Regions from separate parts of the Mus musculus genome. Here region 2 is linked to region 1. A link is a contact called in public promoter capture Hi-C data. All regions are on one chromosome and are shown on one strand. The core of a region is the stretch at or near the end of the contact, and the rest is flanking DNA. Distances in the headings are between cores, read along the strand shown. Region 1 holds the start of Pank4 (pantothenate kinase 4). Region 2 overlaps Prkcz (protein kinase C, zeta).

The links. Promoter capture Hi-C pulls out the DNA fragments that hold promoters and counts their contacts.
Region 2: a contact with region 1 is called in a promoter capture Hi-C map of liver, with 1.8 times the contacts expected there. The contact joins the enhancer-like site here to the promoter of Pank4 in region 1. A contact is called at or near these places in 6 of 39 promoter capture datasets (the 3T3-L1 cell line, the HPC-7 cell line, hippocampal neurons and 3 more), 4 of 115 datasets of contacts at active chromatin or transcription factors (bone marrow-derived macrophages, embryonic limb bud, fibro-adipogenic progenitors and 1 more) and 2 of 9 other capture datasets (adipose tissue and liver).

Annotation. Positions count from the first base shown.
Region 1 is chr4:154,960,389-154,966,071 of GRCm38.p6, reverse strand. Pank4 (pantothenate kinase 4) reads right to left here and starts at 1,949. Exons shown (of 20, transcript NM_001305804.1): 1 at 1,803-1,949. The coding sequence starts at 1,926. Gm42363 (a long non-coding RNA gene) reads right to left here and starts at 1,795. Exons shown (of 2, transcript XR_881640.3): 1 at 1,603-1,795; 2 at 759-1,046. It overlaps Hes5 (hes family bHLH transcription factor 5), which reads right to left and starts at 5,149. Exons shown (of 3, transcript NM_010419.4): 1 at 5,023-5,149; 2 at 4,771-4,936; 3 at 3,701-4,680. The coding sequence starts at 5,076. The coding sequence ends at 4,397.
Region 2 is chr4:155,321,483-155,326,919 of GRCm38.p6, reverse strand. All of the region lies in intron 4 of Prkcz (protein kinase C, zeta), which reads left to right. Among named protein-coding and RNA genes, the nearest start is that of Prkcz, 37 kb to the left of the region's middle. Within about 2 kb of position 3,394, at least 12 of the 459 cell types and tissues checked have an H3K27ac peak or open chromatin away from gene starts, as enhancers often do. A contact at or near this core is called in liver, where this site is marked.

The DNA.
Region 1 (5,683 bases), core at 700-3,199:
CCAAGAAAGAAAAAGGGCTTGCCAAGAACACAGAGCAGCTGAGCCTTCCTGGATCCAGGGACACAGTGAGGAAGGAGGAAACAGGAGAAGGCTGTTTTTAAACAACACTGCGACAAGATGTTTTGTAGGTGCCTAAGCTGTCAACCCCATCCTGAGCTGTGACCTCCCATCAGTTGCAGAAAAAAAAAGAAAGAAAGAACAAAAGAAAAAAGGTCTGTTTTCAGGAACACATGACTTTCCAATCTCAGATTCAGGACCCAGACGACGATGGAAGCAAAACCCAACACTGAACATCCCTTGCAATGTCCTTCTGTCCAGACAGCCCTGGTCTGGCCTCAGGCCTTCAGCTCGAAGGCACCTCTCTACTACAGCTCATGCTTTATTGGCTGTTGGTTAGATGGTCTCTAGGTACCAAATAGATTATCTGAGGTGAACCCTATTTTCTTAACTGCCTGATGATGTTTGAATTCATTTTCACCTGCTTTCCAGACACAGTTATTTAATTTTGCCTCCTTCCTAATGAATAAGTATAAGACCACAGGGCAAAGCATAAAACCCAGCCCTGGAGTGAAGGTTTCAGGATCCTGGAACAGCTGCCTTGGGGCCTTTGGAGAGGTCAGGTTGTGGACAGTCCCCTCTGCTGGGGCTGCAAGCTCATCACTTCTAAACTAATATACAGCCAGTCACCGAGTTATCTCAGGTGCTAGTAGAATCTTGGCCCACTCCACCACCCTCCTGAGCCCTTGATAAAGCTGGAACACAGGACAAGCCAGCAGGCCATCTTTACTTTCTCTTCCATTCCTCATTCCTCCCAAGGAAGAACACGTCAGAGAGACAACCCAAAAGCAAGAGGGTGGGGGACTTATTCAATATTCCAGAAGTAACGAGATTCTTCACAGTCTCTTAACAACCTAGGCTTTCCAAGGAGGCTAAGAGCCAGCAGCACACCCATTGATTCACGGAGATAAGTCCAAGACTGCGGATGCTGCCCGGCTGTGTGGGGCCTCACTGACAATGCTGGCATCAAGAGATACGCGGGGAAACGCCTGCAAGCAATTGGGTACAAAGCTCCTCAATAACAGGATGCAGAGCAGAGAGCTTGGGGGACAGGGGTAGGGGTGGGGGAGGGGGAGGGGGAGCGTTGGCCGGCTCCCATCCTGGATCTACGAATAGAGAGACCACGGAGAAAGCTAGCCTTCTTCTGTGCCTTGGTCTCCGCATCTGCACACCAGGGCGATGAAAGAACCTCCCCCGAGGACTTGTTAGTGGGCATGAGGCTGCCCAACGCGCGAAGGGGATCTAAGGTGGGCCTGTAGCGGGTCGGCAGGAAGGTGAACTCCTAGGCGCGCAGGAGGCGGCGGCCGTAGCCACGGTCCACGCTGCAGCGCTCGACAAGTGTCCAGGCCCAACGTCTCCACAGCTCACTGGGAAGCCGGAACTCCGGCGGAGTGCGCCGCGGGGCCATGGCCAGCCTCATCCCGGGGGACTCTGAGCAGATGAGGACCCCCGAGGCCACCCGCCCCGCCCGTCCCTCCACTGAGCCACCGGCGCTGCGCGGACTACGAGGCCCGACGTGCCCCGCTCCAACCGCGCAGCGCCTACCGGGAGCTGGAGTCCCACAGCCCGCTCGGTCCCGCACCTTGACGCCGCGCACACTATGAGTCCCGAGAGGCTGTGCGGCGACCCGTGAGGCTGTGCGCATGGCCCGCGCCCCCGCCCTTCGTCCTTCCCGCCGCCCCCGCTGGCTGGCCGCCCGCGCCCACTGCTCCGGCCACTTTCTTGAGTACCCGGTCCGTGTCTACCTATATCAATGGCGAAGCGCTTGGCGTTCTCCAGGTTGCGGAAGATCTCGTCGGGGGGCAGCGTGATGCTCTTGTCCAGACTGTCCCCGCCGCTCCCGCCGCCACTCGCTCCACGCTCCGCCATTTTGAAAGTGCCCGGCCAGCCTCATCAGCCATGGAAATATATGCGCATATAATTGACTGCTAAACGACCGCGTGCATAAATTATGCTAATGAGTCTCCGCCCCCCGTCCGCCTGTGCTGGAGGCCAGGCCACCCGACCGTCCTAGACAAGCAAGTGTCCCAGAGGCCAGGACTGGGAAGGGAGGGCCGTTATTTTCCAAACTACCAATATGAAGCTTTTGGAATATTGTTCTTTCGCTGAGCTGGCTAGATGCTAACTTGGGTTGATTTTGGCGATCGTGCTTTCATATCTCCTTGCTGTGAGGCTGGCCCTGCAAGCTGCTGTAATTTCTGCTAGGGTGACCCACCATCCTGGTTTCCCAAAGAAGTGGGACCTTCAATTCTAAAACTCCCATGTTAATTGGAGTAGTTTTAAAGACCCTACATTCGAGAAATGCCCAGCCAGGGGGAAGGGATATGAATAGGGTCGTGCGTCTGCAGCTGGGGAAGATCGGCAGTTTAACAGCAATCTTTGCAAAGTATAGGAGGGAAAGGGAGAGGGCGCATGGAAGAGGGGACCGGGCTTCAAAGTGGAGGTGATCTGGAGTTCCTGTTGATTTAAGTCCCTTGAGAGAGAGCACTGTGTCCTCCAAGAGGGCCATCGTGTAACTTAATACCTCGCTCTCTGCAAGGTTCTGTCTGCAGGCAGTTGCTCACTGACTTGCCAGGCTCCTGGAGCACAGGACTGAGGCAGTGCGCAGGCTCAGCTGCCATATATCTATCTACATTGATTCCGAGAGGAGGCAACCTTGTATGTGCCTGCCAACAGAGTGGGTGTACTCTGAATGGGAGAGCCTGCTCCAGAGTGGCAGGGCTCCTGAGAGTGAGGTGACCCAGCAACTTCAGTCCCTGTAAGTGGAGTATGCCCGGCCTGTGTGTAGGACACTCCACAAGGGCACTGGCCTCCTCCCCATCTGTAGAAGTTCTGCTGCTCCTGTGGTAAGCTAAATGAGTGCAGATGAGGTTCTCTGTCCTTGCTTACTATACGTGGGTCACAGAAGGGTCCTCAGGTGGTCCCTGGCAGAGTGGATAGGAATAAGAGGGGGGTGGTGGCTAATGAACTTCTAGATGGGAAAGATCCAAGTCGGGATGGGAGCCACATCTATGACTTTGTCCTTCAGAAGACATGTAGACACACCTTCCCACTTCTTGCTCCATGGGTTTTGCCTTTGGAGAGCCCTGTGAACTTGACTAACCTATAGCCTGCCTTAAAGCGGACACCCTGTCTTAGACAATAGCCCATACCTACCAGGCTCATAGTTTGAATGGAATGGGTCAGTCCTGGCCCTGGTCGCTCTGTGGAAGGGAGGGCATTTATGAATCGCCTAAGCAGGTGAACTAAGGGGAAGCGGGAGCTAGAACAGATACTTTCTCAGGTTCGGCACAGCCGAGCCTCTTGCTGCAGCAAGAGGTCCACTGAGGCCCTCAGCTTCCTCTCAGTGGACAAAGCAGAGAGTCTACAGTTGTTAGGATCTCTTCCCCTACCCTGACCTGGGAGCTAGCAGAAACCCCCAGCGGCCACCCAGGTCTTGTTCACCATGAGAGCAACAACAGCTCTGTATGCCCCTCTCCTCTCCACCTCCTGCCCTCCCTTTTTCCTCTATGGCAGAGGACCACCAGCAAGCACTCCTCCTGATCCCGGTTTCACTGTGAACATGGTAGATCCCACTGTTCCACCTCCGGTCACCGGGCAGGCTGCCCCTAGGCTGCTAAGGACAGACGAGAGGCACAGACATGGAGGGCTTGATATTTTATTAGAAGCCTTCAGAACAGCCTGTGTTCTCCCACATGACCAAGAGTTCAAATTCTAAGTACAAAATCGTGCCCACATGCACCCACCCATACAAAGGAATCCTTTAAGGATCATCGTGGAGACCCCACCCTCCCAGACAGCCCACTGTGAGCGCGCATCAGACAGCCAAGGCCATGTGGACCTTGAGGTGAGGCCCCATGGGCCCTACGCCCACGCAGGCTGAGTGCTTTCCTATGAGGAAACACCTGCAGTTCCGCCTTCACAAAAGGCAAATGTGCCCAGGGCACAGCCCGCCTGCAGGGTGCTTGCCCAGCAGCAACGGGCCCTGAAGAAAGTCCTCTACGGGCTGGGGTGAGCCAACCCCCGACTCTACAAATATCATAGAACCCCCGGTGGTGACCAGGAACTTCGCAGAAGTCACTTGCTGAAATGCAAACACAAAACAACCCCACGGGGTCGGACGGGCGGCAGAGGGTGGGCCCTGATTATCCCCAAATGACAACTCTGCACACACATTCTCTAAGAATGACCCTCCTGCTGGCCAGCCAGCCGGAGGAGGGAGCCTTCGGAAGAAGGTAGCGGCCAACCTGGGGCTGAACTGCGGCTGGGGAATGTCTTCCCACATCCAGAGGAACGAGCTCATCCTCTGGTCCGCTCCAGGCACCGGTCGGCCGCTGGGTCACCAGGGCCGCCAGAGGCCGCAGGCGGGTTGGCGCGAGGTGGAGACCGCAGCAGCAGCAGCCTTAGCGGAGGAGCGGGCCGGTTGGGGCGCAGCTCCGGGCGCCGGGGGCTCCTTGGCAGGAGCGGCGGGAGCTGGGGGCCGCTGGAAGTGGTAAAGCAGCTTCATCTGCGTGTCGCTGGCGGCGTGCAGGGTCAGGAACTGTACCGCCTCCTGCAGGCACCAGGAGTAGCCCTCGCTGTAGTCCTGGTGCAGGCTCTTGGGGCCGGCGGCCGCGGCGAAGGCTGTGGGGAGACGAAGCGGCATGAGTGGGGCGCGCGCGGTGGGAGCCACATCGGCCGGGAGCAGGAGGCGGGCGCAGGCGCCGGGCTCACCTTTGCTGTGTTTCAGGTAGCTGACGGCCATCTCCAGGATGTCGGCCTTCTCCAGCTTGGAGTTGGGCTGGTGCCGCGCGAACTCCTGCTCCAGCAGCAGCTTCAGCTGCTCTATGCTGCTGTTGATGCGGTCCCGACGCATCTTCTCCACCACCGGCTTCCGCAGCTGCGGGAGGAGAGGCGTCAGGTGGGCGGCGGACGCCGGAGGCCCCGGGGGAACCGGACGGCGCGCGCCGGGCGAGTTGCACTTACTCGGTTTTTCTCCTTGGGACTGAGCATCTCCACCGCCACGGTACTTGGGGCCATGCCTGGAGCTCTGGAGGCGATTAGCGAGCGGAGCGGAGCGGAGCGGACAGAGCCAGGCGTCCCGGACTGGCGCGACCTGGACCCCAGCACGCCAGCCCTATATAGGCGCGGGCAGCGGCCCGGCGCCTGGGGTCCGGGCGCCGCGGCCGTTCCCACACTCGGCGGCCAATGGCGGCGCCGGCCGCACAAAGGCGCCGGCCCATTAGCGCACGCTAAATTGCCTGTGAATTGGCGCGGGCACAATGGTCGCTCCCCGAGGAGCAGGTGGGCCGCGCGGCACAATGTCCGGGCTGTGGGAACGCGCTCGCCCTCATTAGCATCCCGGGGCCTGATGCTGAGAGCCCCGCGCCTCAATATGCTGCCTTTTCCCAGGCCGCGGGGAGGTGGGGAGGGCAGGAAGGAGTGCTCTCCCCCCCCCTTCTCTCCCTTCTTCCCTCCCACTCCCCAGAGGCTCCCCACCGCTGGCTGGCAGAGGCCACAGGCGCAGAGAAATGAGAGTTTTACAATGAACAGACAGCGACTTCCAGAGGAGTGGGCACCCTCCCCAGCTGGGACCTGTTGCCCACAGGCACAGTGGGTTAAAGTGGGCCACATTCTCTCAAACAGA
Region 2 (5,437 bases), core at 2,145-4,644, 360 kb before region 1:
TCCAGAGTTCAAATCCCAGCAACCACATGGTGGCTCACAACCATCTGTAATGAGATCTGACTCCCTCTTCTGGAGTGTCTGAAGACAGCTACAGTGTACTTACATATAATCAATAAATAAATCTTAAAAAAAAAAAAAAGAAAAAAAAGAAAAGAAAATTCACCTCTAAGAAAGAAGAGTCTGTAGAGAAAAAAAAAAAAAAAGATGTCTCCACAGCTCTCAGGAACTACTGTGTCCTTGGGAGAAGTAGGTATCTGTCCTCATTATCCTTGATGTGGCTGCAGTATAGGCGTGAGATGGAAGAAATATGACAGTCTGGTCAGGAACAGCTGCTCGAGGGACTCCTGACCCCCTTGTCCTCTTTGTAATCTGTGTTCTGTATGTTCTGTCATTCTCTGTGATCCTTCCTGATGCGTATTGTCATGTAAACAACCCTCTAGTAGTGGGCCAGGTGTGCCCAGTACTCCGTGTGATACCCACAAGTTGTTGTTCTCAGTGCCCAGGCTTAGCTGCTGCCCTTGTCTGAGAGTACAGGGTGAGAGGGAATGAGAATAGCCCCACCTTCCCACGGGAGTATGCAAGGGGAAACAGTGTAGCAAGGATGTAGCTAGCCAGGTGGATCGTCTGAGTCCAGGAAACCCCAGTGGTTTGGAGCAGCTGTTGAGCCCCTGCTGTCTTGGGCCACAGGCCTAAGAAGACCTGAGTCTCCTCTTCAAGGGGGCTATGGGGCTAGGACTGGAAAAGCTTTGTTTTTTTCAGGACATAAAGTTGAAGTTTGGGGGTTTTCTTCCAAGGTTTTAGCTGTTCTGTTTTTGTTTAAGGGGCTTTTTAAAGATCGTTTTTAAGCATTAAAGGAGGGCTTATCTAGGAAGCTAGAGGCCTGTTCTCAGCGTGAGCAGACAGGACGGAGAGGGCAGGTGTAAGCAGTTAGATCCTCTTGTCCAGATTATCTGGAGTGAGCAGGGTCATAACCCCTGGGAGTGGGAAGAGGCTAAATGTATCAGGATCAGGTGGTCAGGCGGAGGGGGGTGGGGTGGGGGTAGTGCGAGAGGGGTGAGGGTGAGTAAATTCCATTTTCAGCAACAGCATTTAAAACAGCCAGTACAGTCAGTATACATAACAAGCCTCAGATCACTATCCCACACAGGGACAGACCATACAGGCACCAAGAAGCCTGGGGTCAGGCACCATGCAGTGCTGTCGAAACATTGGTGAGGGATTATTTTAAGAAGGCAGAAGGGAGTTGCAGTGCCTGCAAAGGGCTGCTTATAAAAGAACCTGCAGCTGAGACCCGGGACACCTGGATGGCACCCACACACAAATGTATTCGTTGTGGACATGGACTGAGGGGAAACACCTCCCCGTTTCTCTGGTGATCACACTGTACATCTTGGGTCTCGCTGGCCTCTGTCTGTAGTGGCCAGGTGTGCCCAGTACTCTGTGTGATACCCACAAGTTGTTGTTCTCAGTGCCCAGGCTTAGCTGCTGCCCTTGTCTTAGAGTACAGTGTACAGAGATTAGGGGGACACAGGAAGATAGATGCAGGTTCCATCACCTCAGAGGGATCCCAGCCTATCTAAGCTGTGAATAGAGATGGGCTGAGCCTGCCTGGATGGGGAGGGGAGCAGATAAGTCCAGATACGCAGTGAGGGCTCACTTTGAACAGATTGCAGAAACACAGTGTGTGTGGCCATGGCATGAGGGCCCAGGACAGAGGTGGGAGTTGCTGGAAAATTGCACCCACATGAGTCCCTCCCACCACTCACTCCTCTCAGATGTCATTCTAAGAGGCTGTGACCACAGCCCAGTAGCTGAGAATCAAATGCTCACCTTGGAGCTGGGTGAGTAAGACACTGAAGAGTGGCTGGGAACCGCACACTCCTCCTAGAAAAGCCAGTTTTCCACTTGGAGCACAGGGTGGCAGAAAACAGGACCAAAGCCTGGTGGCTGCCTTCACCTCACACCTGACTTCTTTGCCTTTAACTTACACGTATGTAGAATACTTCAAGAGAAGTTGGCTGTGGAGATGGGAACACCTAACCTAGCTTATGCCCTTTCGGGCTGAAGGCTCAGAGAGCAGCGGAGGCATGTCACTGTCAGCTTTTGCAATGTGCTATCCTAGCTCTAAAAAGATTTCCAGAGTTCTCCGGTCATCCTCCCAACCCCACAGTCACGAGGAAGGACTGCCCCTGAGGTGAGAGCAATTATCCAAGATGTGAGTCTGCGCCTGGAGCAGGAGACTGTCTCACGTGAGCCAGACTGCTCCCCTCAAGCAACAAGAACTTCTCCATCCTCACCTTGCCGAGTCAGAACCAAGATAATGATCAGCCAGACCACACCCCACCAGAACAGCTTAATTATACGTGTCTTTTGCCCCTGCCCTACTTAAACCTAAAGCTATGACCTTGACCTGGAGATAGCTTGAGGTCCCTGTTTCTCTTTGAGGTTATCTGTTTCTCTCCCCAGTGTGCATTTTTATTAAATCTCTGTTTACTTGTGTCTGCACTTAGCATACCAGGACAGCCGGCCATGCCTACCCTGCTAGGGCTCCCAAAGCCACAGCTTTTTCCTGGAACTCCAGTCAGATTTCTACTCTGCTGTCATTACTGGGCACACAAACAAGGAAGATTGTGACTTGTGATTTTGCTTGAGACGTGGACTCATGGGCCAGCTGATTGATGGTCCTCTCCTAGGCCCCACGGTACCCAGAGCAAGTGCCTAGATCCCCAGTATCACTGCAGCATTTGCATATTAGTCGTTTGTATTGTAGAAAAACACCCCAAGAAAGCAACTGATGGAAGGACAGTGTACATTGGCTCCCAGTTTGAGAGAACACTGTGTCATATTTGGGAAAATGTAGCGACAGGAACCTAAGGCAGCTGGTCACATTGTATCCAGTCAAGCAGGAACCTGAAGCAGCTGGTCACATTGTATCAGGTCAGGAAAGGGAGAGCGTCAGACCGCTGCCTGCAACTCAGTCCACTCTCTCCAGGACCTTAGCCTACTGAATGATGCTGCCCACATTTGGGGTAAGTCTTCCTACCTCAGCCTAACTTAGGAAATCCCTCACAGATGTGCCCAGAGGTTTGTTTCCAACCTAAATCATGTCATTTAGAATCATCAAGAGATTCTAAATCACATCAAGTTGACAATCAAGGAATATTCCACATGTTCCATTGCACCCAACTGAACCTTCTCCTATGTTCTTGTGGTCCTTCTCTTTGATCTAGTGAGAGTATTTATTTATTGCCTGACAGTTATGGCTGTGGCCAGGGCTTGGTCCACTGCCTGGAGTTCCCTGAGTAAATATTGTCAGGGGAAGGGGCATCCAAGTCAGAGAGGCCAGAGTGAGACTTCACCTGGACCGAATCTCTGGCCTTTAGACTCCTGCCTCCCAGAGCACTTGCCTAACGGAGCTATGGTGGCCATGAGTCTGTCTCTGCGACTGTCTCTGAGGGCAGTATTATGGCTCTCTATCCTTATCTCACCTATTTGGCTTTGTCTCTCTTATCCAATCTGGTGGTGTTGGACTCAGTGTGCCCAGGAGGTACAGGACAGCATCTTAGGTCTCAGTGTTCTGATGACATCAGAGGCTGATTTTTATTCAAAGTAGCTGCTGCCAAGCAGCTAAGAATAGGAGTGCCCCTGTCTGGCTGACCCTACTTCTGCACACTCTGACCTTGGGCAAATAACCTTTGTACTCTGAGCCTCATGTGTGAACACAAATAACTTAATTGATTGGGATTCCTAAGGCTCAAGTGAAACAATGTGTAAAAGTGCCCAGCCCCAAGCCAGTCTTTAATTAAAACTTGTCCCCAGTGCTTGGGGTCATCTACCCCCAAGGCACTTCACAATAATTCCAAAGTAAAACCAGACCTGCGATGTTGAAATAGTGGCTGTGGGGCAGCTAGCTACACTTGGGGTACAGAATGGGGTGGTGGGCACATGGGAATCTGCTCATTTCCACAGTAAGAGGGGAGAGGGGCTGCGGATGTCAGGCAAGTCCACCCTGACCCTGCTGTGATCACAATCCCTAACCAAGTTACCATGTAGTCCCAGGATTGTTCAAAACAGGTTCCTGGGGTGCTGAACTCTCCCCGAAACTGGATGTTCATGGGCCAGGCTCGCTTGTGGGCTGGACAGGGGCTTCTATGCTGGAAGCTGCTATTTCTACAGATATTACTTACGTACTGTAGCATTTGGGCTGGGAGAAAAATTAACTTGCTATAGGCATGCAGAATTACACTATGCAGGTCATCACAGAGGTTGGAACAAACAGCGAGTAGTTTTGACACTGTGTCTCCAGCAGCATCCTGACTGACAGAGGGCAGGGCTGTGGTAAGTGCAGGTACACAGGCAGCAAATTCCGATCTCCTTTTCCAACACTTTGCATGTGTGTGGGGTGGGCTAGGGAGGGTAGTAGGTAGGTAGGTATTTGCACCATTCCCAGTAGGGCACACTCCAGATGTGCCTCAGGCTTGACATGATAAATAAAGCTGCATCCAAGGACAGATACAAGTCACAGCTGAGAGATGGCAGGTGTTAATTTCCAACATCGGGTCTCCACTCCTGGCCCTAGAACAACTTCTGGTCAGTTCGATGAAAGTGTCTGAAGCTGCTGCAGGTGCTACCACATCGTTCCACTCAGCCGGCAAAATGGAGCCTGATCCTCGAGGTGGTAGTAGAATGCTTGCTGCTGTGACCTAGGGGTTTCAGTGCTCTGGACCTGGCCGTTACACTGCCACTTCTGCTTTGTCGCTTAGATGGAGTGTGGCCTAGAAGCTTCCTCGTCCCCCAAACATCGGAGGGAGCGGTGGCATATCTTATCCTGAGTTTCTGGGACATTAAATTAAGAAATAAATGTGACCTCGTAGCTTGGTTTTGCTTTGTACAGCTATCCTCGGGGACATTCTGAGGTTTTTCTGCTTAGACTTCTGCCATTCATTCATTCATTCATTCATTCTACATAGCTTAACAGTGTCCCCCAAGGGCTGGGCTGGCGATGCCAGGGGACAATAGGGAGAACAGTCTCCTGAACTGTCCCTTGTTAAGATGAAGTCAGGTAAAAACACAAGGCAGACCCCTCTCACATAGACAGGTGATTTAGGATTCCAACTCAGGGTTAGCATCTTTAGCCACTGTGGAGGATCCAAGACACTAGGCAGGGTAGCACCAATGAGGGACCCCCCATGGTAAGACTCAGACACTAGATGGGATGACTATGGCAGTGGAGGGTGGCTGAGGGTCCATAGGAGGAGGGGCAGGAGGACTGAAGGCCATGAGAGTTGTAGCCTGTTAGGCTAACTAGGAAGACCTTGCTGGACAAACCAGCTACTGATGACTGAAGGGAGATGAAGCACACATGATGGATGAAGGAGGAGAGGTATAGGAGTAACAGGATAAGGCAGCCATGAGGGTAGTGGGCAAGGCAGCCGTG